Regions from separate parts of the Mus musculus genome. Here all the other regions are linked to region 1. Evidence: chromatin contacts called from public HiCAR-type, HiChIP or PLAC-seq and promoter capture Hi-C data. All regions are on one chromosome and are shown on one strand. The core of a region is the stretch at or near the end of the contact, and the rest is flanking DNA. Distances in the headings are between cores, read along the strand shown.

What was found. HiCAR-type assays count read pairs that join an accessible place to other places. HiChIP or PLAC-seq counts read pairs in DNA pulled down with a chosen protein or histone mark. Capture Hi-C pulls out chosen DNA fragments and counts their contacts.
Region 2: a contact with region 1 is called in an H3K27ac HiChIP or PLAC-seq map of extraembryonic endoderm stem cells, with 8 times the contacts expected there. The contact joins the enhancer-like site here to the promoter of Zwint in region 1. A contact is called at or near these places in 8 of 39 promoter capture datasets (cranial neural crest, embryonic stem cells, frontonasal cranial neural crest and 5 more), 3 of 484 Hi-C or Micro-C datasets (cerebellar granule neurons, cortical neurons and liver), 9 of 115 datasets of contacts at active chromatin or transcription factors (acute myeloid leukemia, differentiating embryonic stem cells, embryonic stem cells and 5 more) and 2 of 9 other capture datasets (adipose tissue and embryonic stem cells).
Region 3: an H3K27ac HiChIP or PLAC-seq map of double positive thymocytes shows a contact between it and region 1, with 7 times the contacts expected there. The contact joins the promoter of Ube2d1 here to the promoter of Zwint in region 1. A contact is called at or near these places in 10 of 39 promoter capture datasets (the 3T3-L1 cell line, the SN4741 cell line, cranial neural crest and 5 more), 2 of 484 Hi-C or Micro-C datasets (B cells and liver), 8 of 115 datasets of contacts at active chromatin or transcription factors (astrocytes, double positive thymocytes, extraembryonic endoderm stem cells and 5 more) and 2 of 9 other capture datasets (adipose tissue and liver).
Region 4: a promoter capture Hi-C map of adipose tissue shows a contact between it and region 1, with 11 times the contacts expected there. The contact joins the promoter of Cisd1 here to the promoter of Zwint in region 1. A contact is called at or near these places in 9 of 39 promoter capture datasets (the HPC-7 cell line, cranial neural crest, embryonic stem cells and 5 more), 14 of 484 Hi-C or Micro-C datasets (CD4 T cells, CD8 T cells, the G1E-ER4 cell line and 7 more), 21 of 115 datasets of contacts at active chromatin or transcription factors (DN3 thymocytes, Th17 cells, acute myeloid leukemia and 12 more) and 5 of 9 other capture datasets (adipose tissue, embryonic stem cells, liver and 2 more).
Region 5: an H3K27ac HiChIP or PLAC-seq map of large pre-B cells shows a contact between it and region 1, with 7 times the contacts expected there. The contact joins the enhancer-like site here to the promoter of Zwint in region 1. A contact is called at or near these places in 2 of 39 promoter capture datasets (hematopoietic stem and progenitor cells and pre-B cells) and 4 of 115 datasets of contacts at active chromatin or transcription factors (astrocytes, large pre-B cells, microglia and 1 more).
Region 6: a contact with region 1 is called in a HiCAR-type map of astrocytes, with 4 times the contacts expected there. The contact joins the promoter of Bicc1 here to the promoter of Zwint in region 1. A contact is called at or near these places in 1 of 39 promoter capture datasets (embryonic stem cells) and 2 of 115 datasets of contacts at active chromatin or transcription factors (astrocytes and embryonic stem cells).
Region 7: a contact with region 1 is called in an H3K27ac HiChIP or PLAC-seq map of acute myeloid leukemia, with 6 times the contacts expected there. The contact joins the enhancer-like site here to the promoter of Zwint in region 1. A contact is called at or near these places in 3 of 39 promoter capture datasets (cranial neural crest, embryonic stem cells and pre-B cells), 6 of 115 datasets of contacts at active chromatin or transcription factors (the NIH/3T3 cell line, acute myeloid leukemia, embryonic fibroblasts and 2 more) and 3 of 9 other capture datasets (adipose tissue, embryonic stem cells and liver).

The regions. Positions count from the first base shown.
Region 1 is chr10:72,653,495-72,656,231 of GRCm38.p6, reverse strand. It overlaps Zwint (ZW10 interactor), which reads right to left and starts at 1,386. Exons shown (of 8, transcript NM_001293683.1): 1 at 1,255-1,386; 2 at 159-249. The coding sequence starts at 1,313.
Region 2 is chr10:71,398,507-71,401,500 of GRCm38.p6, reverse strand. No RefSeq gene overlaps it. Among named protein-coding and RNA genes, the nearest start is that of Ipmk, 52 kb to the right of the region's middle. Within about 2 kb of position 1,665, at least 28 of the 459 cell types and tissues checked have an H3K27ac peak or open chromatin away from gene starts, as enhancers often do. A contact at or near this core is called in extraembryonic endoderm stem cells, where this site is marked.
Region 3 is chr10:71,284,004-71,286,775 of GRCm38.p6, reverse strand. Ube2d1 (ubiquitin-conjugating enzyme E2D 1) reads left to right here and starts at 1,514. Exons shown (of 7, transcript NM_145420.2): 1 at 1,514-1,675. The coding sequence starts at 1,652.
Region 4 is chr10:71,343,409-71,346,409 of GRCm38.p6, reverse strand. It overlaps Cisd1 (CDGSH iron sulfur domain 1), which reads left to right and starts at 1,561. Exons shown (of 3, transcript NM_134007.4): 1 at 1,561-1,686. The coding sequence starts at 1,656.
Region 5 is chr10:71,257,767-71,260,466 of GRCm38.p6, reverse strand. Ube2d1 (ubiquitin-conjugating enzyme E2D 1) reads left to right here. Exons shown (of 7, transcript NM_145420.2): 4 at 648-725; 5 at 2,161-2,266. Among named protein-coding and RNA genes, the nearest start is that of Tfam, 21 kb to the right of the region's middle. Within about 2 kb of position 1,291, at least 17 of the 459 cell types and tissues checked have an H3K27ac peak or open chromatin away from gene starts, as enhancers often do.
Region 6 is chr10:71,158,312-71,161,141 of GRCm38.p6, reverse strand. Bicc1 (BicC family RNA binding protein 1) reads left to right here and starts at 1,452. Exons shown (of 21, transcript NM_031397.3): 1 at 1,452-1,721. The coding sequence starts at 1,526.
Region 7 is chr10:71,370,787-71,373,763 of GRCm38.p6, reverse strand. Ipmk (inositol polyphosphate multikinase) reads right to left here. Exons shown (of 6, transcript NM_027184.2): 4 at 884-1,056. Among named protein-coding and RNA genes, the nearest start is that of Ipmk, 25 kb to the right of the region's middle. Within about 2 kb of position 1,628, at least 19 of the 459 cell types and tissues checked have an H3K27ac peak or open chromatin away from gene starts, as enhancers often do. A contact at or near this core is called in acute myeloid leukemia, where this site is marked.

The sequences.
Region 1 (2,737 bases), core at 137-2,636:
ACCGTGGGGACAGAAGCAGGGATTAGTCTTCCCTTCTGATACTAGAGACCAGCCATTTTGTTCTTCCCCATTGCTGCCCACTATTTCAAGAGGCTATCCCAGGACCAGCCCCGCCCCCTGTCTTCTGAAACGCTGGGTCCCACTTTGCACATACATACCCTCATAAACTCCTCCATGATCTTGGCAGGCAGCTCTGCTTCTTCCTGCAAGCCTACAGGTTCTAGAATGGCTGCTGCCTCAGCCAGAACCCTGTAAGGCATGAGTGAGATTGTGCTATGGTACCACACGAGCTCGAAGGAACATATGCAGTGGCATCTATGTCAGGAGGGTGCCAATGCTCAGAGGCTACCCAAGGGTCTTAAGGGACTTTAGGCTGAGATCAGAAACACCATGTACCTGGACAACATACAGTAGCAACTAAGCGCCATGAGGAAATCACCTGAAATACTGGAGGATAGGGACTGTGCAGACATGACTACATGTTTAAATAGGGGGGGTCACAATGGGTAAAAACTCGATGAATCCGTCTGAAAGCAGCAGGGGCATATATACAGAAACAGAGAAAAGCCAAAGTTCAGGCAAGCCTTGGAAGACATGCTAGTAATGGCTGATCTCAGAACGTATGATGTGTAACCCACCCAGCCTTTCCAGATTGGCTGGAACAATCCACTAGAGGACAGAGATACAGATAAAAAAATACTAAAGAAGAAGGTTGTGACAGAAGGTCCTAGAATGGTAAAGGGTTGGTTACGACATCTGTAATGGAGCTGGCTTTTTTAGAATACTACGCCACAGGGCTCAGGGTGGGTGAGGTAATGTCCCTCAAAGGCAGCATCCGACATAAGGTGACCTACGTCAGCCATCCAGATGTATCACTCCGCATACAGAAAGAAGTCCCTGCTTAGTCATACCCCTGCAGCAGAATGCCACAAAGACCCTAATAGGCATCATTCCAAAAAAGAGACGTTGTCACACAGTCAAATTCTGCACTCCTGAATTGAGGCGACATCAACCCTCAAAGGCCACACTCATGGAGTAGGATGACAGTCTTTTCGGGCTGCATTATCTTTTCTAATTGAAACTGCTCCTCGGGGCCTACACTCCAGAATCCAGGTGACATCGTCTCTTAGGGCCCGCACTCCTCAGCTAGGGTGACAAGATCCCTCAGAAGTCGCACTCCTGAACTAGGGCGCCACTGTCCCTCCGCCGCCACTGCCCGAGCCGCCGCCCCAGGCCCTCGCCTTCCACACTCACTCTTTCGTCGCAACAGCGTTGTTTTTCTCCGCAACAGCGTTTTTCTCCGCGTCCGCCATCGTTCTGTCGCTCACCACGCCTTTGGATTCTCCTGGACTGCCCGCCTAGGTCGAGATTGGTTTCTGGGTAAGTGGGCAGGACTTTAAATGACGTCACCTCTTTTCATTGGCCGGAGTCGATTCCGGTCCCGCCCCCGTACGCAAGCGTAGGCGGTTTTTCGGTTCTGGGGGCTGGCTGGAGGTTCTGAGCCTGCGCAGTAGGAAGCACTGATAGCTGAAGGCCAGACAGTGAGAAAGCAAAATTTGGTGGGTGCAGACACCGGAAAAAGGCTATTATCTGTTCCAGTAGTCACGCTTTCCTATTAAATGTACTGCTGCGGAAGAAAGGAGGTGGGCCTCTCCTCCACGACGCTGAAGAATACTGATCTTATAAGTAAATACTATATGAGTTCAAAACATTGTGCTTTTAAAGACCTTAATCAGAGATCCCAGTTGGGTCTCTTGTGTGGACAAGTCCCAGCTGAAACTGAGGGTGGGCGTTGGTCGCCAGAGTGCAGGAGGGAGAGAAAGAAGGCTGCACCTAGAGAACCCAGAGCCAGCAGCTTTCTGAAATACTCTGCTGAATCCTGAGCTGTATCTGAGGAAATTTCCTGAAGGGAATTTTAAAGATGCTTTGGAGATTAAAGCAGAGTCGATATTAGATACCATTTTCACAGATTGGTATTGAAGAATGCCTACTCAATGGTGAGCAGATACACCACTGAGAAGTGTCGCCTTGCGACTGGCAATAAATAACCCTACCTACGTTGAGCACTGCTGTGGCACCATCTAACAGATTAAAGGAATGAGGCCTTAACAATCCCTTAAATGTGAGACCAACTAGACTGCAATAATGAAGATGAGGTTACAAAAAAAAAAAAAAAAAAAAAAAAATCACCAAGCAGTAGGTTCGGCTTACAATTCCTGATCTTTGCTTAGTCATTCCCAGGCATGACTAAAAGAAAATTCATTATTAGATGAATAAGTCACTGTTTAGAACAGAAATGGATGTTAAGACATCAGACAAGCAGAACATCTTTGTGTTCCAGAGAAGGAGTAAACAGAAACCAAGATGTGCTACAGATGTGGGCAAGAGGAACTCTCATGTTACTGCTGGGTGTGTTTTGAAAACAATGTTTCCTCAAAGGGTTAAACATAGAATTACTGGATGATCTATAATTTTCCAAGTATAATTACAAAGGAAATTAACATATAAACACAAAAATGCACACAACACACGAAATCTGTAAGAGCCAAAAGTAGAACAAACCTGTCATGACACAAGGAATGAGAAGAACTACTGTAAATGGAATACAAATTTATAATAACCAAAAATGGGGTATTATTGTATGGGAATCTAGCAATGAACCTTGAAAAAATGAAGCCAGGTAAACAAAATTGCAGATTTGATTCTTTCTTTCTTTCTTTCTTTCTTTCTTTCTTTC
Region 2 (2,994 bases), core at 416-2,915, 1.3 Mb after region 1:
ACCTTATCAACTTTCAACTTGCAGTATACATAATCACCACTAGGTGTCACTAGGGTTTTTCCAGAGGAGGGAAGAGGGAGATGCTGTTCCATTAAACAGGGCTTTACAAGGTTACATTAAATCAGAAATTTAAGGGTGAAGGGAATCTTCTAAAACAAGACTTTGGAGCTTACACATTTAAATTTTTTAAATTTACTAAAAATATCTTGAATTAATCTTAGTAAATCTATGGGGTTCCCACACACAGAGACACTTTCTATCCCTGGTGAATCTTGAGAACTAACGTATGTGCGTAAGAAACGTCCTTACTTATGTGCAGGTTGACATTTTATATTTATATAATCTGGCCGCACTCCCAGCATTCCACTTTTTCTCCTCTCAGAGCTGCCTGGCAACATCAGAAAACCATCGTTGTGTCACAAATATAACTAATTAGCCAGTATAATTCCGCGCACATTTAAAACATCTGTTCCTGGGTATGCAGTACTCCCCAGTGGGAACAAGGCAACCCTCATTTCTTCACCTCTGCCATGCAGGGTGCCTCCACGAATCCCAGGAGCCGAGAAACCCGTACTTCTCATTTATGTGTCATTTTCTGCATGTAATTCTATTATAGATTTTTCCAGCCACAACAGCACGTTGGACAGTGTTTGTTTGTTTGTTTGTTTGTTTATCCATTTTATAAATCTGTCAAATAACCTAGAGAGCTGAGATGAGCAAATTTTAAATCTAGTTTAAACTCCTTTGTAGAAATGACCTGTTTGGCAGCTATATAAACTGAGATGTGTAAATATTATAATAATAAATAATACTAATAATAGTAGTAGTAGTAGTAGTGATAAAAACAAATGCCTAACTTAGATTCTCTTCCTGGTTGATTCTTTTTTTTTTTTTTGGTTTTTCAAGACAGGGTTTCTCTGTGCAACCCTGGCTATCCTGGAACTCACTCTGTAGACCAAGGTTGGCCTTGATCTCAGAGATCTGCCTGCCTCTGCTTCTCAAGTGCTGGGATTATAGGCATGTGCCACCACGCCCAGCATCCTGGCTGGTTCTTAACTATTAACAGGACCTTAAACAAACCATGATGACCTCTTCCTGAATTCCTTTCTCCATTGTTGAAAGGAATTGTTCAAAACTGGGCTTAGTTTCGATTGGTGAAGCATGGTCAGCACTTGGGCGGGAGAGGCAGGAGAATTAGGAGTTCAAGGTCATCCTTGCCTGTACAGGGTGAGTTTGAAGCCCGCCTCAAAACGGCAAACCTACCTTAGACAGCTGTGATGACAACTAGAAACAACACGTGGTATTGTTATGACTCCGACCTCGGTCCCCAGCTTTGTGGTGCTAGTCTGAGGGCTGTGCAGCCTTAGGGGGCGAGGCTTAGATGAAAACCAGGGGCATCATGGGAAGGGACATGCACAGTAGGGAAGGGGTTCTGTAACTTGAAAACTACCAATCAAGACAGAGAGCCATCTAAACTATATCCCCAGTAACCTAATTCTCCCTTCTCATGAACCCCACCCACACACCCAAAACAAAGTTTCAGGCTGAATTTTTCCACATCAGTTAAAAGGACAAAAACCATGCCCCGAAGACATTTCCACAAGCCAACCCATTCCAAACAACTCCTCATAGGGATTCTCTTCCCAGATAATCCTAGGTTAGAGGACAGTGTTGACTATTAAAGCTAGCAATCACTTCAAGTTCCTGAGGCCATAAATCAGAACCATCCCCTGTGTAAGGAGGCACCGGATGATTTTTGTCCAGGGAAAAACCTTCCTGATTGTGACACACTTGGAGCTTATAGAACTCTGAGGGTGTGTGACAGTCAGGCGTCATTCAGGTCCCGGTTGTGTCCCCCGCCCCCCACCTCCCCTCCCCAAGGCTGAGTGCAAATGACTACACTACCAGAACTGCGGTTGCTGTGTTAGTCAGATAGGTACCTTATCTGATAAGAGCGGCTGGAAATGATATAAGAGAACAAAGTCACAGATAAGGGAACGGAAGATTCTGGAAGAGATAGTGAACACTTCAGATCTCACCTAAGTATGAGAAAAAATTGCTGTAGGATTCTGATCCATGGCGGAACCACTTGATTTGCATTTTAGTGACTCTTCTTGCTGCTACACGGGGGCGGGTGGGCGAAGCTGGGGCAATGGAGAACTCTGGAGTCCTCTGGGCTCTGCTGAGCAGCCTGGGGTGAAGCTGAGGAGGCAAGCTAGGGTGGGAGTCACGAGAGAGGAAGGCAAAAGCTGGATGTGTGTGGAAGGTCAAATGCACCCAGATCTGCTAGCAGTGGTGCACAAAACAAACAAACAAACAAATAAACAAAAAAAAACAAAAAAACAAAAACCACCAAAAAAAAAAAAAAAAAACCAGAAGTTGGCTTTCAAATTATATGCAAAACCAGATGGGAAATGGTGTTAACATGATCGAGTTAGGGATTACCAGGGATGAATCTGAATATTTTTTCTGAGTATTTTTGAAGTGCTTGGTTCTTACATTGTGAGTATACTCATCTAAGGCTTGGCGCGTCTCCGGTGCTGGAGCGAGCGGAGTACAGACTCAGGAACAATCTGCTAATATTTAGCTACCGCTAGCTAATTTCTCAGTTTAACTTCTGAACCAAGTGAACTGTTTTCTAAAAGAACCAGAGCCAGCAAACTAAAAATAAGGGCAGCCCTTATTTTAACAAGCAAGTTAAAACACTTGGTTTACTGACTTGTGTCTGTCTAGGAAAAGGGAGAGTGTGTGAGTAACTCCATAGAAACTTTCCTTTGCAATAATAAATGGAGTGAGCTGCAGGCACGAAGGCTGGGGAAGGATCTTTAACCCTCATAGAGAAGAAAACACTTCCCTCTCCAGCCACTCTTATCTGTCCTGTGAACCTAGGATGGATCAGTTTGTTTCCTGGGAAACAGGATTGTGTATCTTACAAACAGATAACCCGCCTGGCACGAGCAATCCTCTTAAGGTGAATCACTGTGCTTGTGATTT
Region 3 (2,772 bases), core at 265-2,764, 1.4 Mb after region 1:
TTCTAACACTCCTGAGCTGGGGTTGGGATATGATCAATGAAAAGTGGTTCGCTGTGTACTTATTCTAGTGTGCATGAGACCCTGAGTTCCATGATCTGACACAAGAAGGGTTGATTTATGGTTTGGTCTCTAGCTAAAAAGATGAATTGCATTAATGCCACTCTTCTTTTGGGGTGAGATAAAGCAGTAATAATAATTAATAATAATAATAAGTGGGAAGACAATGTCTATAAAGTGTTGACAAGCAAGCATAAATGTAGGCATGGTGGGGCTTGTGTGTAAAATCAGTGCTGAGCAGGTAAAGACAGCAGATACCTGGCCAGGTTAGCCCAATAGGTGAGCTCCAGGTCCCTGTGAGAGACTCTGTCTCAAAAAACAAGGAGTACAGCTCCTGGGAAATAATTTCACAAACACACACACACACACACAAGGGGAGGGGGGGCGGATGGACAGGAAAGTAGACCAATATGCAGACAGAGCAGGACTGCTTGAGGGGACCTCTGCAAAGCACAGTCCCTCGAAGCTTTCTGGGCCGCAACCCATCTCTAGTTTCTGCAGAGGGCGTGGGGCTGGTCTTCTGTGGACCACTGCAAAGGCGGAGAAGAGAACTTCCCAGATGTGGCTGATCCAGCTGCAGAGACACTGTGGAAGCCGCGACAGTGAGCGTTGAGTGTTTTGAGAAGCAATATGGGATTCAAAACCATTTTAGATAAGGAATGGATTGACTTTAGTCATCAGAAACCTAAGACTGACCAACGCCGTCAGAAATCCAAGACTGACCTGCAGGTGCCAAGCCAAGAAGTCATGGTTGAAAGGACAAGCAAGATCTGAGATCACAAGAACTGAGAAGGGGCTGGAGGACACCTCAGTGGGTAAACTGCTTGCCGCAAAGCCTGAGGACCTGAGTTCGGATGCCAGAGACCACGTAACGGTTGGGTGTGTGGAAAGCTGTCTTCAATCCCGTTTTTGGGAGGTGGAGACAAAAAGACATAAAGGAAAACCCTGTTTCAAAAAAAAAAAAAGAAAGAAAGAAAGGAAGGAAGGAAGGAAGGAAGGAAGGAAGAAAGAAAGAAAGAAAGAAAGAAAGAAAGAAAGAAAGAAAGAAAGAAAGAAAGAAAGAAAGAAAGAAAGAAAGAAAGAAAGAAAGAAAGAAAGAAAGAAAGAAAGGTGGAGTACAATTGACGAAGACTCCTCACGCCCTCAGGGGCGAGCGGGGAAGAGTCAGAATTATCTGCAAAGGAAGTTAAGATCCGCCGCAGGGTCTGTGCGAGGAGGAGCGAGCCGTGGTTCACAGCAGCTCCTAGGAGCGACAGCTCACCTGCTGTCTGGGTTTTTGCAGATTCGAGACCTTGCTCTGCAGAGCGGCTGCAGGGAGCGGCAGCAGCCTGGTCGCAGCTGTCACCCACGGGTGACCGGACGACGTCCGCGCGGGCGGCAGAGGCCGAGCCTGGGACTACACTTCCCAGTGTGCCAGGCGGGCGGGGCGCGGCGGGGAGGGCGCAGGCTCCTTCCCAGCAAGCGAAGGCGGAAACAAAAGAGTCCGGCGCCGCCGCCCGCACACTCGCGCACCGCGCCCGGGCGCACACGGAGCAGCCCTGCGAGGCGGCAGCCCGGGACACGCGGACACTCCGCAGCCCCCGCCGCCTGCCCCATGGCGCTGAAGCGGATCCAGAAAGTGAGTGGCTGCCAGAACCGGCCTGGGTGTCCCCAAGATGTCCCCAGGAACCCGGGGCGCACGGTGTGGGAGGGGCGCGGACACTGGGGAGGCCGGGGTACGGATCGGCCCGCACAGGTGAGGCGTGCATCCGCAAGGTCTGGGTACTTGGAACCTCGGGGCGACCCGATCCGGTCGTGCCCTTTCCAGGATGAGCCTAGAACCTCGGGTGCGGGTGCCCGTGGGGTGGCCAGATTGTCCCGGGGTGTGTGCATCCCCGCTGGGCCGGGGCTTGCTCTGCAACGGGCGGCCTTCGTCCCCTATCCCGCTGTGCGTCCTCACAATGTCCCCGGAGCCCTCCTTGCTGTGTTCGCACCCCGGGTTCCCCGAGAGGGCAGGGAAGGTGTGGTGGGCCTACGGCCTTTATTCTCAGAGCGTGGGGCTGGGTCTTTCTGGGCTCTGCAGTCGGCTGGTGCTCAGTGGGAGGAAAGGGCTGGGAACGCGAGATTGGGGCCGAGGAGCCAGCAGAGAGCTCTTGCCCCTGCTATTTTGGTGGTTCTGCACGCAGCTGCCACTTCAGGTCACATAGCTGTACTGAGAACATAGTTGCTGATACACAGCAAGATGAGCTCCTGGCTGTGATTCATGGCTAGGTAAGCTAAGCAGGTTGTTGGTTTTGTTTTGTATTTTTTTCTTCACACCCTCACGATAAACTTAGATGTAGAGTTGAAGACACAACACTAAGGACCACAAATTAAATTGTTTGGATGCTTTGATGTGTGAATAGAGAATGAGGAAGACAATCGAAGGGACAGTCAGTCCTTACATAGGATCGGTTCCAACCCTCTCTTTGTATTCTTTACCGCACCCACTTCTCTTGTTGGCCTGTCCCCTATCTCAAGTATCTTTTAACATTTTACAGCGGTAGTCCTTGCTGCTGGGAACGTGGTGTTTGGGATCGCTTTAGAAGCAAATGCGCCAACAGTGGATAATGTGTTTGGTAATTGATTTCACAAGAAATGGTTGGCTCCCCAAACGTTTTATCAACCTTTCCAGCTACACTTGACTGAAAATGTTCTGAGTTAGAGTGGTAGGAAACAGGCATCTTTCGGTACTGA
Region 4 (3,001 bases), core at 312-2,811, 1.3 Mb after region 1:
CACAGCAAATCCAAGCTCAGGTAGAAATGGTCTTTTCAGGAGATCCACCCAGCTAGCTGATCCCACCCAGCTAGCTTAGCAACCGTGTGTAACACAGCAGGCAGATCTCGGAATTCTTTTGCAATGTTAAAAGAAAACATGTGCTTGCTGTTTTCCTAAGAATCAAAGGGGTGGGGTCAGGGGATGCTGATTCATAGGATAATCAAAAGAGAACCTGGAATAAATAATTGAATTGAGGTGTAAATTTAAAAAGAAAAATGAAAAAAAAAAAAAAAACAAACCAGGACTTTTGAGCTAGCAGACAGCAATAACAGTTCTTTAGAATTTCCTCTAAGCGGGGCGTGGTGGCGCACGCCTTTAATCCCAGCACTTGGGAGGCAGAGGCAGGCGGATTTCTGAGTTCGAGGCCAGCCTGGTCTACAAAGTGAGTGCCAGGACAGCCAGGGCTATACAGAGAAACCCTGTCTCAAAAAACCAAAAGAAAAAAAAAAAATAGAATTTCCTCTAAGGAGAGCAGAGCTGTATGGAGATCTCTGGAGATCGAAAACAGCTCTTCAAGAATATTTTCTTGAGAGAATTTCCGACTTGGTTTGAAGATCCAATAATTTTTTGTAGCAGTTTTTCCTGATAGCTTCTAGTTTTACTAGCAGAGAAAGCTATCTCAATCAGAATTTGTAAAATAGCAAGAAAATCTGTCTACATCAGAGCAGAACACAGAGAGAAAAAGAGAGAGAGACAGACTGAAGGAGGGAAAGAGGGCGGGCAATTTGGAAAGCCATCTTAGCAGAACCAAGGCCGCCAGCTTGGACCCAAGTCGTTTGTTTTCGCCGCTCCCAGGCACCCCTTCTCTCAGAACCCCTCTCCATGCAGAAGCTGGTCCTAGGCATCTAAGCCACTGCAGCCTTCTAAATCGTTTTTCTAAGTGGACAGTCTACTTATGTTTATTTATTCATGGCAATGCTGGGAATTGAAGGCAGAGTGTTGTGCATGTTGGGCAAACACCATACCGTTGTGAAAGCAGAGAGCCGCTGAGCTGCTTCACCAGCCGAAGCAAGTTGTTTTTGTTTTTGTCTTTCTGGGACTTTCTGGATGCATGAGTGGCAGGGTCAGAGGCTGAAGGGATGGAGGCCCAATGTGGCTAGAGGAAGCTCTAGACACAGCTCCATCGATGCCCGTGTGCCTGCACTGGCATCCTAAGGCAAAATCTGTCTTTGCGGGACCCACAGTGGAGCTGGTCAGATTTGCAGGACCCACAGCTGAGCTGGCCACACCTTGTGTAACTTATTACCAAAAGTCAAAGGATCGGCAGGCCATCGGCCGACAGTCCTGCAGGTACTTGTCCTGAGTCACCTGAAACGCTCTCAACTGGACCGACGGTAAAACCCGGCCTGGATAGGCTCGCCCGGGCGGCGCAGACGCAGTCACCGCCTTGGCGCCTAAGGCTATCCCGCGGTTGTCAAATCCTCACCCGTCTGCCGGGTTGGACCAGCTGCGCATGCGCGACTCTACCGGCGCGCCGGCACACGCGCTCCCAGCTTGCCGCGGCGCCTGCGCAGTGGCAGTGAGTGGGCCCCGAGGTCGCGTCTTGCCCAAGTCTCCGCGGTCCCCAGCGCTCGCTCGCGCGGTCCTGCCACGGCCTTCCTGCTGCCCGCGCCATGGGCCTCAGCTCCAACTCCGCTGTGCGAGGTGAGCCGCCCGCGGCCGGTCCCCGCCACCCTTATCCGGACTGTCACCTTGACCAGCACAAGGGCAGGCGCAGGCCTGCGGAGCGCTCGGGGGATGCTGGTGCGGGCCGGCATCCCGGCCCTGGACCACTTCCCGGGCCAGCCACGCTGTGAGCAACCAAGATAGCGGGGCGCAGTCCACCCCAAAACGCTCCTGCGCTTCCTGAGACCCTGACACCGGGGACTGGTCACGTCGTAGGTGTTTTGCTTTTGCTGGCTTTGTAATTCTAGGTAAAGAAACCCAATCCAAGGTCTTCAATTTCCAAGTTTCTTTCGTACTTTGCATCCGGCCGCTGGTGACAGTGGTCTGAGAAACCACTGAAAATGGCCTTTTTCCCTAGCGTTGAAAACAGAAGTTTGTAGAAATCTGACTAGAATTGAATTTGTGAAACTTGGCTAGTGTAAAGTCCCTGGTGATCAACTGTTAAAATTACTACAACCTGTGCGATATGCGTGACTGACTGCCCCGATATAAAAACGCCACACCCCAGGGTTTGGTTACTTCTAACCTTTAGTTGAGTAAAAGTAAAAAAATTAAATTACAGTGAGCCCCACTGATTCATTCAGCAAATAGGGATCGTCTATACTGCTCGGTTCTGTAACTATCCCTAACGTGACCAGTCCCCAACGTCAGGGTGTCAGGAAGGACGGGGGTTTTGGGGGGTGAACCGTGCCTCTCTAGCCTGGTTGCCCACAGGGTGACTGACTGGGGAAGTGGGACCTTAGTTTTGTAGTAGGTTGGTTCTATATACTGGAAAGTTCTACTTAATATCGACGAAACTGACTGGGCAGATAGGGAGAACAAGTTTTTTATTTTATTTTCTTAACATTTATTTGTGTGAGTGTGTCTGTACCTAGTGCCATGGCTTGTGTGGAAGTGAATAGATAACTTGTAGGAGCGGATTCTCTTCCACCCTGTGAGTCCCAGGGATCAAACCCAGGTCATCCATCTTGACAGCAGGCACCTTTTCCCACTGAGCCATCATGCTAAAGCCCATGCAGATAGTTTAAAAATACTACAGACAAAAAGAAATGATTCTCTGCAAACTTTATTTTAAAGGGTAGCCATTTGGGGACTCCTTTAAATGCATCCACTTTGGTGAACTTAAGTTTTCTTCGTGGTTTTTAAAAATCTGTTTTGTTTGTCTTTTTGAGACATGATCTCTATAGCCCAAGCTAACCTTGAAATCCTCTTGTATCAACCTCTGCAGTGCTGAACCTATATAGGCCTGCCATCACACCTGGAAAAACAGTGTTCTTGGTAATAAGACGGTTGC
Region 5 (2,700 bases), core at 42-2,541, 1.4 Mb after region 1:
TGTACATATACACACATACATATACACACATGTACATACACACACACACACACACACACACACACACACCCCATTACACTAAAGTTGATTCTTAATTCAACATATCATGAACACTGAATTCATCCAGCTTGGTTTTAGAGTTTTATCTTCTATAATATAAAGTACTTACTTGCAAATGAATATTGAGGTAAATCATACAATGGTACCCACTTAACCCTCTTACTCACTTTTTCCCTTTGGTTGTACCTGTGTAGACATTAGAACTTAATATTTTGAAATTTAAAAAGGTAAATATTAGTTGTAACCTTCTAAAACCAGCGATGACTGCTCTAGAGAATCCTCCTTCCTCCCCACAGGCCTCGACCCATGATCTGTCTGGTTAAAGCACACCGCTGTGCGAATGCGCATGTGCTTCCCTTTAAACTTGGTGGGCCCCTTGGGTAACTTCATACCTGGGAAGGAGCCTGTTCTCCATAGAAATTCCTCCAACTCATGGTGCAAGAATCGTGGGGTTTTTTTACAAGCTGATACTGGTGGAATTGTGAAGAAACTGCAAATCCTTCCCACTGTTAACTCCCGGGGACCATTCAGAGGGGTTGAGTATGTGCCGTGGCCAGAGTCTGATGCGCCCTCTCGTGTAATTTCAGCCTGACAGCGCCTATCAAGGTGGAGTCTTCTTCCTCACTGTCCACTTTCCGACAGACTATCCCTTTAAACCACCAAAGGTATTTATCCTGTGCATCTGTCCCATAGCAGGGATTTTTACTGTTTGTCTAGAGTGATCTTGTGACGTCACAGACCATAGGTAGGTTAGCAAGTGCATGCCCCTTTGTGTGACCTCCAGGTCTAAAGTTCTCCCCTGCAGCCTCCTCTCCCTCCTTTTTTCTAATTTATTTGATGTGCATTGGGGTTTTGCTTACATGTATGTCTGTACGAGGGTGTCGGATCCCCTGGCACTGGAGTTACAGAACAGGTGTGAGCTGCCATGTGGGTGCAGGGAATTGAACCCAGGTCCTCTGGAGGAGTAGCCGGTACTCCTAACCACTGAGCCATCTCTCCGTCCCTAGAATGCTCTTTCTTAGTCAGCTGTTTTCCTATGCTTGCTAGGCTCCTGGGCTTTTCCTCCTTGTGAGATATGAGTTGTTCGGAATGTTTTTACAGTCAGGAAAGCAGGCTTTTCCATCCGTAATGTTACCTTTCCAAAACAGACCCAGCTTTCTTAAGTGTAGTGTGTACTTTAAAAAAAAAAAAATCATGCTATGGCTGGCTGCACAACGGCTATGTCCCCAACCCCCAAGGGGATCCCCAAGCGGCTGTCAGCCCTGGTTCCCTTGGTAAAACCACTCTGGACTTCCCAAGCTATCCGCCCCTGTGGCCCCCTGAATGGGGGTGGGGAGACCTCAGTTGCCAGTGCCTAGTTGGCCATAGCATGGATCATTTTGGGTTTTTTTTTCTATTGTTTTTTTATAATTACAGGCTACACTTAAGTATTCAGTGAATGTACATTGAGCTTCATCATGTTCCCCTCACGATGGGACTCACAGTGGGGACACTGAAAGGCAGAAGGGGATGAAAACACGTTTTCTGAGGTTTAAAGTCCAAAGAAGAGGCAAGTGGTGGGGGTGAGAAGGAAGGAAGGAAAGGAACTTATATGCCATCAGGGAAATAATTATAGCACTTTAAAAACCACCCAGCTTAAAAATCATACGGATGACGTCACACAACAGTGGCTCTGTCAAGACCCGGCTTCTCTGTGGTTCACCAAGGACAGGCGATAAGCTGAGGCATCCCACGTCCGCCCTGACAGATTCTGTGTCCTGTTTATAGATCCAAGTGGCCTTCTGGGTATCACTGACAGTCAGGTTAAGAGAAATGTTTTGAGGTGTGATGAAAGCCAGAGTAATTGGTCCAGGTGTCACTCAGCCCATCATACCGGCTACTGCAGACTTCTCACCACACCCCAGACACTTCCCAACGCCTGGAGGAGAAAAGGAGCTTAAGCTAAGTTGGTCTCCTTCGGATTCCCAGGGGCTGAGCTGCGCGTATACAAGTCTGCTCCAAAGCTGTGTAAAGATGAGCGCCTTTTACCCTTGAGTGGATCGGTTCTGTTTGCTCCTATTTGTGGCAACCAATACCCTTTTTGTTCCATTTTATCTTTAGATTGCTTTCACAACAAAAATCTACCACCCAAATATAAACAGCAACGGGAGTATTTGTCTTGACATCCTGAGGTCCCAGTGGTCGCCCGCTTTGACTGTATCGAAAGGTAATTTTGTTTTTCGGATTTAAAAATAGGCATGGCGAGGATTGGGACCAGCGGTTGAAACAAACAAACAAACAAACAAACAAAATCATACAAACAAACAAAAATACCTCAACCTGCTGTGTTTTCTTCTGTTTTGATAATTGCTTTTTCTAAGAACTCTTTAGTCACGCTGGTTTTCAGTAAACTTTGGAGTTCGGGTGGGGTGGGGGAAAATGAATAGATGGGCAAGTCTAAATGAAACCAGAGATTTAAAATTCAGGAACTAAAGGCTGGAGAGAAGGCTTGATGAAGTACAGGTGCATACTGCTCTTCCAAAGGTCCTGATTTAGTGTTCTCAGCGCCAGGGTTGGGCAGCTCACGACGACCTGTAACTCCAGCTCCAGGAGACTCGATCTTCTAGCCTATACATAATTAAAAATGGAAAACAAATCTTT
Region 6 (2,830 bases), core at 203-2,702, 1.5 Mb after region 1:
AAGTTCCGTTTTATTATCTATTTGTGTATGCGTGTGAGAGTGTTATTCCAAAGTGCTCTTGGTATGGCCAAAAAGGACAACTTGCCTGCATTGGGCCTCTCTTTCCACCATGTGAGGCCTGAGGGTCTAACTCAGGTTGTCTGGCTTGACAGCCAGTGTACTTATGTTCTGAGTCACGTCTCCAGCCCCCTGTAAGAGTTTTGATTCAAACACACACTGTATGATTATCTATGGGCCCCAGGTGAACCCTATGGCTCACCCCACTTGTAAACCTACTTCTTCCCTCGGTAGCACAGTGCTTTTCTACCATATTTAACACCATCATCCTCCTACGTAGAACAGATACTCTTGTGCGTTTGGTCATTTAATAAAAGGCAGTACGATTCTGTGTGGCGTGGGGGCGAGTGTTCCAAGCTCACAGCAGGACTTCATCCTCTGAGCTCTATGCTCCGCTTTGAGAGTGATGGTGCGTGGGCTGGCGGGCAGTCAGCATCAGAAGTTGCGAGGCTTTCATCTGTGGGCCGCCTAGAACAGAGAGGAGCTCCCAGCCTGTCTAGAGAATGAGCCAGCCATTTCTGTGATCTCAGACAGAGATAGATGCTTAAGGTGGCGAAAGTAGTGTCTTGTTGAATCAAGGCCTGAAATTAAAGTCAGAGAAGGGCACATCTGGCGAAGGTATCTTTGGATTGGACCGATTAGGTGCACACAAGTCAAGTCTACTCTGACATCTGCAAAAGTTGGTCATCAATCCCTCTTGTCCCCAGATCTCCTTTTATTACTCTCTATTCTCATTCAGGCTTGTGGGACAGACTCAGGGTGTTCTGAGGGTCTGTAAATAGGACTGGACTTGGGAGCATACCCTTTGAGCACTTTGGGGTGAACTTGATCTAAGTTTGGAGTATTCTGAGTATGGAGAGGGATGGAATTCGGGTATAGGGATAGAAAAGTGACAGTAAGGGATTCGGGTGTGGATAAGCAAGCTTGTACGCCTGGCAGGAGTGAGTTTTTGATGGAGTCTCCATCAAAGTTTGTGAGTTTTGATGGAGTCTCCATCAAAGTACAAAAAAGTGGCAGTAAGTGACGAGGGCGTCTGGCGGGGCACCCCAGGAGCGCTAGGCTCGAACTGGGTGAGGGGGTCCGAGAGCCCGAGGGTCCACGCGATGGGTCAGGCATTCCGGGCGGCGCCGCGCGGCGTGTGGACGTGGTGCGTGTGAGAGGGCGCGGGCTGGCCGCTCCCGCCCGCTGCTCCCCGTGGGCCTGGCCGGCCAATGAGCGCGCGAGGCGGCGGCGGGGCTGGCGGCGGCCGGAGGCGCGGGCGGCTCTGTGCGCTCGGAGCGGGCGCTGCGGGCGGGCGGGGGCCGGGGCGCAGGCGATCGGCGCGGCGGGGCGGGGGGCGGCGCCCGAGGCGGGGATGCGCAGGGCTTCCCGCGGCCACGGCGGCGGCGGGGGCACGAGCTAGCGCTGCGGCGCGCCGAGCCACATCGGCCGGGGCCGGGGCGGCGGCAGCCCGAGCGCCGCTCGCACCATGGCCTCGCAGAGCGAGCCGGGCTACCTGGCGGCGGCGCAGTCGGACCCCGGCTCCAACAGCGAGCGCAGCACCGACTCGCCGGTGGCCGGCTCCGAGGACGATCTGGTGGCCGCGGCGCCCCTCTTGCACAGCCCGGAGTGGAGCGAGGAGCGCTTCCGCGTGGACAGGAAGAAACTCGAGGCCATGCTCCAAGGTAGGCATGCCCCTGCTCCTAATCCTCTCCCAAGTCCGCCACAGGATCGTCTCTCAGTCCGCTCACGGGACACCCTCCCTCCCCCCCAACTTTGTCAGCTTGCTCGGATCCGAGGAGCTGGAGGCCCGAGTTTGTGCTGCAGCTCCGAAGTTGCTGTTAGGACCGCGGCGGTGCCAGCTGCAGCTGGGACATCTGGGCCGTGGCATCCTTACACTACGGGACCGCCCAGTGTGCGGGACTTTGCCCGGCTTCCCGCAGCCTGGAATCTCTGCCACCCCTGCCGCGTCTTTTCCCTCCCCTCCTTAGTATCCGCTTCCTCCAGCTAGGGCCTGCTCTCGTCGCCTGGAAAAGCGCTGCAGATGTCAAGGCTTCAGCTGGGAGCCCCCGCCCCCACGCCGGAGTCTTGAGCTGGAGCAAGTCACCCAGGCGTGGGGATCTGTGCCCTGGCAGTGCGAGGGTAGCATGTGTCAGGGTAGCATGTGTCAGGGCAGTCCTAAAAGACATCTTGAGTTACATTCAGTCCATAAACTTCTCCCTTGCAGCTGTGGGAGTCTGACTTGACTTTCATATTTTGGGTTTTTAATTTAAAAAAAATTTTTTTCAAATTCTTTATAGAGTTTCTGGGATTTTCCCAGGAAGAGAAACTTTCTCCACACTGGATCGGAAGCAAATGCTGATTTATTGCTTTAGGATTAGAGTGAGCAGTAACAGATCCAAGGTCATTTTGACCTTTAAAAATGTCCATTCGCAGCCTACCTGTGTGGCTCACCTCCCACATCCAAAGGCAGAGATGAGGTAGCTGGAATGTGCATTATTTTTAAGACTTGAGGAGATCTGGCCCCTGCTCCCAGGAAGGGAGAGAGGTGAGGATTCGGTAGCTCTCATCCTTCATCCCGGGAAGCTTGGAGGTCCACAGACTCGCTTTTATTGCTGTCTGCGTGACTTATTTTGACTTTATCTGTCAATGTATCGCAGTATGGGAGCAAGTTATTCCTCTCTGGAAATGCAGTGGCTTCTCGGAACAATTAAGAGGGTTATTTTAAGAGAGAACAACATGTTTTCCTAAACAATAACTTGGTGGAAATAAGTATCAGGAGTGCTTGGCAGGC
Region 7 (2,977 bases), core at 379-2,878, 1.3 Mb after region 1:
GTGTTGTGACATCAGAGGTGGAGAGCAATCCTGTGCTAGCCCTCCAAGATGACAGCAAGCCATCTCTGCCTCTGTAGCTCCCGCTCTGTCCCCTCAGAAGTGGTCCCAGGGTAGAGACATTCAAGCAGCCCAGATGACACCAGCCCATGACTATCCTGAGGTGAACAGTATGTGAGCAGATCAAAGCAGAAATATAAGCTTTTCATGTATCAGTTAAAAGAAAAAAGATCTAAGTGCTAATTCATAGAACTATTTGCAAATAAAACTGGTTTAAATAAAAGTATGAAATAATGTAGATTTTTTTTCCTACTTATATAATAGTTCTTGGGCTGGCGAGATGGCTCAGCAAGTAAGAGCACTGACTGCTCTTCCAAAGGTCATGAGTTCAAATCCCAGCAACCACCCATAATGAGATCTGATGTTCTCTTCTGGTGCATCTGAAGACAGCTACAGTGTACTTATTTATAATAATAAATAAATCTTTAAACAAAAACACAAACAGTTCTTTTCCCCAGCATGGGGAGGCAGACAGGTGAGTCTCTGAGTTCAAGACCAGCCTGGTCTACAAAGCAATTTCTAGAACAGTCAGGGCCACACAGTGAGATCCTGTTTCAAAAAGCCAAAAGTTATAAATGGCTCTTCTTATAGGAAAAGTACAAAGAACATGTTCACTTTTAATCTTTATTATACACTCAAACTTCAACCTTCTCAACCCTAAAACAAATGCATCTTAGGGTCTGGCCATTATGCATTAATTGCCTACTATGTGTCAGAACTAATGTTGCTGACTACAGACCATAGAGCAACGGATAAAATGCCTGTCCTTTTAGCTCACACTACATGGAGTGTTGCGTAAGGAAAGCGTCACGGAAACCGTTCTTACCCTCATGCCGAGCACCAGGAACCCGATCTCCTCCATCAGAGGGTACTTGCTGACCTGCTGCTGAATCTTCTCTGATGACGCAAAGGGGTCGTAGCTCTTCCGCCCAATCTTCACGTCCATTATACAGGGTTTGTTAAACTTATGAGTCACATCTTCCAGTTTTAGGTACACATCTGCTATTGGAGAAAAACCTTAATTAATGACAGGCAACCGTACCATTCAAACAACCCCCAGAGAAAAACAAAAAGAGGAGATGCTGGAGGTGAGAGACTTAGGTAGATCTAGAGCCAATGGACATGGTAACAGCATCAACAGACAAATGTCTGCTCCGTGTGACCAGACATCATTGGAGCGAAGGGGAGGCCCAGCATTACAAAGCTGTGGGCACCTCCCCACCAACACAACACTGTCTGGCTCAGAATGAGATTTCTTAGGATCTTAAGGATTTTGTGAAGTTTGACATCAGTAAACTGGGGACTGAATCCAAGTGACCCCACCTACTTCTCTCTTGCTACTCTCACACGCACTGTTGCTCTGTCACCGCCCATCTCAGCGCCTGCACACATCTGCCACAGAAAACTTGCTGTCTCTCAACAAAAGCTCCTTCTCACACATTACCTTGAAAGCATGGGTTTGGGTATGAGGAGAAAAGGAAGAAAAGAAATAGTTCTCCCTGTTCCTACGGAAAGCAATCCTGTCCAAATTCTCAATGAAACTATGATTCATGTTTTAGTTCTTAAGGCTGGAGGAGAGGGATGAGTGGGCACAGCTGGGACAAGCACCAGGAGGAAGTTAGCATCCCCAGAACCCACGGAAAGCTGGACAAAAAAAAGCGATGTGCAATCCGAGCTTCCTACAGAAACAGGAGGCAGCGGTAAAAGCCTTCAGAACATACAGGCATATCCTGTGGCCTCCACAGCAGCCAATGGAGGAGATCCTGTCCCAAACAAGGTGGAAGTGAGAGCCAACACCCAAGACTGTCCTCTGACCGCTACATGTGTGCCACTGCTCATACATGTGCATGCATGGGAAGTGTGGGTGCACACACAAACAGTGAAGTTAGGAAAAGTGCACATTCCCTCTAACCCAGCTGGGTAAGAGGTGCCAGAGTGAGAGGAGCCCGTACACTTATGTCCCTCTTTCCTGCCTCACCCAGACTGGTGCATTTTGAAATGACAACAGAGGTTTGTGTTGAACCGAATGAGAACTTTCAAGGCTCTCAGACTCAATAGGGCCAATCCTCCTGCAGAGGATGAAGGATAAAGAGGTAAATGTTATCTTTCCATCAAGATGGTTTAGCGCTGTAGCCGAGGGGACAGCAGCCCAGAAGAGCAGTATAAGCAGCCTAGGAGCCTGAACCTGAAAACCAGTTGCCAGGCACCTTGACAACAAGCCTAGTCACAGCAACCCTGCAGACGTCAGCAGCAAAGGACAAGCAGACACAGCCAAGCTTCTGGGTTTGAAAAGGCAGCCACAGAATGGAGAACCCGGGAAAGGATAGCTCCACCCTCCTCACTACAGTGTTGAAGAGATTCGTTGGCCATAAGTGTTAGTAAAGATGAAGGGCCTTAACACAGAGATACCCAGCATCCTGGGGACTTCACTGTTAACTTGGAGATGAGGCTTGGAGTCACTGAAGTAGGGCTGGATGTGAGAGTGTGCTGTCAGCTGAGGCCCAGCACACACCTCAAGGGAAGGCTATTCTCTTTGTGTCAAATACATGTGTCTTGATAATTTAGACAGGGCCCTGCAAATCCAAACATAGATTTCTTCTCCTCCCATACAGTGAACTCCTGCTAAACATGGGTGTAGCTTTTCCTGTCCTTTTCCACTGCCCTGGGCACTGTGGACCCAGCCCACCCTGCGCTATAACAGACCAAGTCATTTCATCAACAAGTAGGGCCCAAACACAGACACAGTTTTTTTTTTTTTTTTTTTTTTTTTTTTGGTTTTTCGAGACAGGGTTTCTCTGTGTAGCCCTGGCTGTCCTGGAACTCACTTTGTAGACCAGGCTGGCCTCGAACTCAGAAATCCGCCTGCCTCTGCCTCCCGAGTGCCGAGCGTGGTGGCGCACGCCTTTAATCCCAAACACAG